2 separate regions of the Mus musculus genome follow, and region 2 is linked to region 1. A link is a contact called in public promoter capture Hi-C data. All regions are on one chromosome and are shown on one strand. The core of a region is the stretch at or near the end of the contact, and the rest is flanking DNA. Distances in the headings are between cores, read along the strand shown.

What was found. Capture Hi-C pulls out chosen DNA fragments and counts their contacts.
Region 2: a promoter capture Hi-C map of pancreatic islet shows a contact between it and region 1. The contact joins two enhancer-like sites. A contact is called at or near these places in 2 of 39 promoter capture datasets (embryonic stem cells and trophoblast stem cells), 1 of 484 Hi-C or Micro-C datasets (brain) and 3 of 9 other capture datasets (adipose tissue, liver and pancreatic islet).

Annotation. Positions count from the first base shown.
Region 1 is chr14:60,185,546-60,188,333 of GRCm38.p6, forward strand. LOC108168164 (a long non-coding RNA gene) reads right to left here. Exons shown (of 3, transcript XR_001781273.2): 2 at 1,236-1,329; 3 at 613-780. Among named protein-coding and RNA genes, the nearest start is that of Gm33582, 15 kb to the left of the region's middle. Within about 2 kb of position 1,381, at least 4 of the 459 cell types and tissues checked have an H3K27ac peak or open chromatin away from gene starts, as enhancers often do. A contact at or near this core is called in pancreatic islet, where this site is marked.
Region 2 is chr14:60,299,390-60,302,177 of GRCm38.p6, forward strand. It overlaps Mtmr6 (myotubularin related protein 6), which reads left to right. Exons shown (of 14, transcript NM_144843.4): 14 at 884-2,788. The coding sequence ends at 1,132. Among named protein-coding and RNA genes, the nearest start is that of Mtmr6, 36 kb to the left of the region's middle. Within about 2 kb of position 1,327, at least 22 of the 459 cell types and tissues checked have an H3K27ac peak or open chromatin away from gene starts, as enhancers often do. A contact at or near this core is called in pancreatic islet, where this site is marked.

The DNA.
Region 1 (2,788 bases), core at 131-2,630:
GGGGTCTGGTGCCCTCTTCTGGTGTGTTTGAAGACAGTGACTGTGATCTTTTAAAAAAAAATTTTGCTGGAGTGTGCACTATTGGTGTGTACACAGTTTCACACCTACTCACATTAAAATCCAAGGGCACATAATCAAACTGTCTGCTGGAAGCAGAGGTGAGCAGATCCCTCTGGAAGGACAGGCAGTAAGCTATGAAGATGGGATACAGGAGTCTCAATTCAGAGGTCTCTCCTTTGCTCTCCTAGCTAGAAACCATTAGAGCAGCCACATGCACAGATTAACCCCGCTTATACTAGAGGTGCCAAGGACAGTGACAGAACAGTGGTAGACTCTGTCCTGGGGCAGGTAGAGACACAGCACCTTGGCTGTGTCCTCTAACGTAGGAGCCATCTTTAAAGTCAGTCATTTCAAAACTGTTATCTGGGGATGGAGAGATGTCTCAGCAGTTAAGAGCATTTACTGTTCCTGCAGAGGAACTGGGTTCAGGTCCCAGCACCCACATGACTCACGACTACATGTAACCCCAGTTCCAGGGGATCCAATGCCCTGTTCTGACCTCCAGGGTTCCTGGAGGCACATGGCACACATTCATACACTTGGGGACATAAATACACATGAAAGAAATAATTTTTTAAAGTTGTGTTGTCCTGGATGAAAATTCTCACACTTGGATTTATCTTTTCTTGAGGAATTAACATGACTCTTCAAAGTGATGGATGCTCTCTGTGCTTCTTGTAGATCACATGATTCACAGTGCAAGTGTTTTTGATTCTACAGCTGGGGACAGAAAAATGACTTTTGAAATATATAGCATTCAAAAGCTAAATCCATGGTTACATCCAATTTTTGAGTCTAAGAGGTCCAAGGAATCTGATAGACTCTTCTGCTCTCCACAAGCAACATACACACACACACACACACACACACACACAGTGCACACAGGCAAAACTCTCATAGAAGTAATAATAATGATGATGATAGTAATAATAAAAATAAAGTTAACATTATTTTTAAAAGTTCCCAAAATTTGTTTGAGAAAAATCACATATAAATGCTTCAAGGCCAACTTACTTAAAATTGAAAGAGGCTGTATTTGGCTCCAAGACTATCAGTCTCTGAGATTTGGAACTGTAGAGAAGATTTAAGTACTTCTTTTTGTCACCCAAAAGAAAGGGCCACAGGGAGTAAGTTTTCTCCTTTAACCTTAGGGAATAAGCACACAAAAGTCTTACCTAGAGATCCTCAGCGCTAATGCTATAGATCAGGTGGTTGCTTTCTGTTGCTTCCAGCTGGAGACTCACCTCTCCTGCCTGAGCTCTGCTTTCCCTGCATTTGGGAGATCAGCTTCAGCAGTCAGAAAAGCACTCAGCACTGTTTGCTTTCTCTGTGTTGATTTAGCCTGATGCTGTCAGTTACAATAAACAAGTCTCCATCTCCCGCCTTTATCTGGACTGCAGCTTAATGTAGGCCATGGAATTAGGAGAGTGGGAAAAACTCAGACCATGTTATACTGAATGAGTAGCCCCAGTGAAAATGATAACTTACTAAACATATAAAGACATGTACACACACACACGCACGCACGCACGCACACACACACGCACGCACACACGCGCACACACACACACACATATATACACACACACACACACACGCACACACACGCACGCACGCACGCACGCACACACACATGCACCACACCCTGCTCCTCCTCTCTCAGCTTCACCAAAGGCCATGGAAATGAGATCAGCAGGAACCCCCCCCCCCCACACACACACACACAACTTGGCAAATGGGCTCCTCAGTGGTGAGAATTTCTTAAATGGGCAAAATCTGGACGATATTTTGTGAAATTAGCACTGCACAGTTGGTTTGCAGTCAGCACCATCATTTTCATGGGGTGAGAATATTTTAGCTCATTGTCCTCCCTTACCTTTCCTCCACTGTTCTCTGATTTTTTTTTTCTCTGAATAGCAAGAGATAGCAGAGGGAGACACGTTTCAGCCAAGGCTAGTTTGTTCTGAATAATTTAACCCCCAAAACGCTGAAAGTAGCATTTAGGCAGAATGGAGCATTCTCGGGACCTTCTGAATACACTGGCCAGTGAGGAAGAGAGAAGCCAGCACTCTAGAGCTCTGATGGAGACCAGGCATGAATGGAACATGACTCAAGGGACTCACGTTCACAGGCAAGATAGGTTCCCTCCCCAGGGGGACCTCCCCTTCTCAGAGGAGGAAGGGTGGGGCAGGTGGGGGAGGGTATGTATGTCGAGGGAGGGGACTGGAAGGGTAGGGGCTGCAATTGGGATGTAAAGTGAATAAATAATTTAATAGAAAAAACAGATAGGCTCCCTCTATACTGCTTTTTTCATCCCATCTAGCTCCAGACCCACCACAGAGCAGGTAGCCATGGCTGTCAGAGGTTACCTGAACATAGCCTGACAGGACAGAGAGCAGGTGAACCCCACTTCTGTGGCTTTTCAGAAGCTCTTTGTGTACCACACATTTCACTCTTTCCCAGAATGGATCCACGTGCTCCTCCCCAAAAAACAGTGCCAATATACACCATTGCATTGGTGACGGAACTTTAGAAAAACAAGTCTATTGAACACACTTAGCCAATTTCTCCCCTCATATTCTGGAGAACAAGAGGCTCACTTATGAATAAAGGGTAGGTAGGAACTAGTGGGATGTGACATACGCTTGTCATCTCAGCCCTCGGGGAGGAGGCATGAGCATTGCTGACTTCCAAATGTGGGCGACTAGAGGACTCATTTGCTGAAGGA
Region 2 (2,788 bases), core at 77-2,576, 110 kb after region 1:
TGTGTACATATATACACACACACACTTTTTTAAAAATGCTAGACAGTTCTTTTTTGTTCAGAGAACAGTCCTGTCTGCCTCAGAGATGGATGTTTTTCATTGTCTCTTAGGTAAGAGAGTGGTGACTGCTGGGGAAAACTAGAGGGCACATATTAGTGTTCAAGAAAGGGAGGGCAAGATAGGCAGCAAGGGACAGTTGTCTGGAGTTGATTTGGAGAGCTTGATGCTCTGCTATGGGACACTTTAAATATTACGTTAAAAAAATGTGCTACCTTCCAAAGGCTGATCTGTTCCCTTGGCAACCCGTCGTGAGGGATGCCTGTGAGAAGCTCGTCAGGGTCGGTGGGACCTTTAGCTGAGTTAGGTGTGATTGCTGTGTTACAGTGAATTCAGTCAGGTTGAGCATATCCTCTGTGTCCTTGTCCTGATGAAATGATTACTTGTTAAAGTTTCTAAGGAATATGTGTGTTTCTGGCATGTGCAGACCTAGTGGCCTATACAGTCAAATCTGGTTGAAACAATTGACAAACGTAAACACTTAATGAAGCATTTTCTTTGATAAATTTCAAGCTCTTGAGATTTCCTTTTTTTGAGGGGCTGGGGTTCGAGACAGTGTTTCTCTGTGTAGCCCTGGCTGTCCTGGAACTCACTCAGGCTGACCTTGAACTCAGAAATCCGCCTGCCTCTGTCTCCCAAGTGCTGGGATTAAAGGCGTGTACCACCGCTGCCCGGCTTGCTCTTGGGATTTTTAGTTATTGAGTTCATAATTGTGTATCATACACAAGGGGAACACTTGTAAAAGCATATTTTCTTCACTCCATGTAGATCGATCACCTGTTAGCTGTAGTTACTAATGTTTTTTCAACGTTTTGTTTTGCTTTAGAAAATTAAGCAATGCAAAAATGGCATCCTAACGAAGGAGTTGCTGCATGCTGTCCACCCTGAATCACCTGCCCTGAAAACCTCGCTGTGTCTCAAAGAGCCGAGTCTGCTTCCCGTGAAGGACACACTCCGAGCTATAGAGGGCAGCAGCCCAGCAGATAATCGCTACTGTGACTATGCCGAGGAATTTTCTAAGTCGGAGCCTACCGTGGTCAGCTTGGAGTACGGGGTGGCCAGAATGACTTGTTAGCCTCCTTCCGTGATCCCTGGATGACTGTAGTGTAAGAAATGTATAGTTGTGAGGATGGTCTGTACACATGGGCAGGAGGGGTTGTTGAGTGACTTTGGGGCTTAGCAGTAAGTGAGAAAGTAGGTAGCTGAGAAAAGGATCATAGCAACTCTTGAGAGGAGTGAGTCAGCTAAGTGCCATTTGTAACAAGAACATACTCATTTCTGTAGGAAGTGAGTGCTAGTGTGTGTATGTACTGGAAAGGGGTTACACAGGACTGGTGAGCTGACAGTCTGTTGATTCAGATGTTAATTCCAGCCACGCTCAGTAGCTTTCCTCTAACTCTGAGAAAACAGACCTGACAACCTGAACCCTCAGTGACTGATGTGGCATGTGCTTTCAGTTCTGGAGCTGTGTGACTGTGGATTTTGCAGTCACAAAAATCCAAATATATAGTCAAAAATATAGTGACGTTTTAACATTAAAGTGCCATGAAAAGTACTTATGGGACAGCCTTAAAGTAGACTCTCAGTTTATTCTGTGGGTTTTATAGCCGAGGACAGGATGTTTGATCTCTCCTTTAATCAGCCTTATTTCATATGAAGAACTAACTGCACTCTGATTACTTGGGGGCCGCACACTGCAGTGCTCCACCATGGAAAGTTGTAGACATACTCTGCTAGTTTGTAATTAGCCAGCTCCACCCGTATTTAAAATCAGTGTTACCGAAGGCTTTGTTCTCGTTGTCATTTGTTCCAAGCTGCAGCTGACAGTTCATTATTCACAGCTTAGAGGACTCATTTCTTAGGCTAGTATAAGCACATTTGGCATTTACTTTCGGCTTACTGCAGTCTATTAATTCTTACTCTGTGGTTGGCTTTAATCCTTTGATAACTGTACATTTAAAGTGGCAAAGCTCTAAAGCGTTCTGAGTACTAAATACATTTTTAACTTGACTGTAGCTGCCTATAAACTTTCAGGTAAAGGAAAAAGGGAAGTGCGGGTAGTGGAGATTTTGCTTGGTTACGAATTCTAAAGCAATCATTTTTGTGTGGAGCATATTTCCTTACTCTTAATATAGGAGGGGCAGAGAAGGGAGCACTGGGGGAGCCAGCTAATGTCCAACAGAAGCAGCTTTGACGCAGGAAAAGGTTTATTTTGCTTTATAGGCTCATTGTTATTCTGTGCACTGGGGCATACATATCTTTTCTAAAAAATCACTTACAACTGTCAGTATTACCAGCTGGCTCTCAAAGTTTAATATCATTGATGGTGTGTGAGGTACAGTTCAGGGGCACTACAAAATCTGTGTACATTGTCTTATATACCTCCTGACCACACCTATATCTGTAGTATTTCTTGTGTTAGTTTTGAACATATGTATCTTTTTTTTTTTTTTGGGAAAAAAAAGGAAAGCTTTATCGTATATGATTTTATCTAGTCCTTATTTTTCCAATTCACTTCTGTAAGACCTTATGTAATAAAAACACTGCATTTTAAAAAGTAACAGAAATATACTAAAAATTACAATGTATAATGAACAGTGTTTAGACATTGAGAAAGGAAACTTAATCTCTGTGTCCACAACAGGAGGGTTTTGTGCCTTGGTTCCAGTCAAGTTGTGGTTTTAGACTTCTGTGGCAGACTTCCTAGTCATCTTCTGGGTTCCTTATGCTA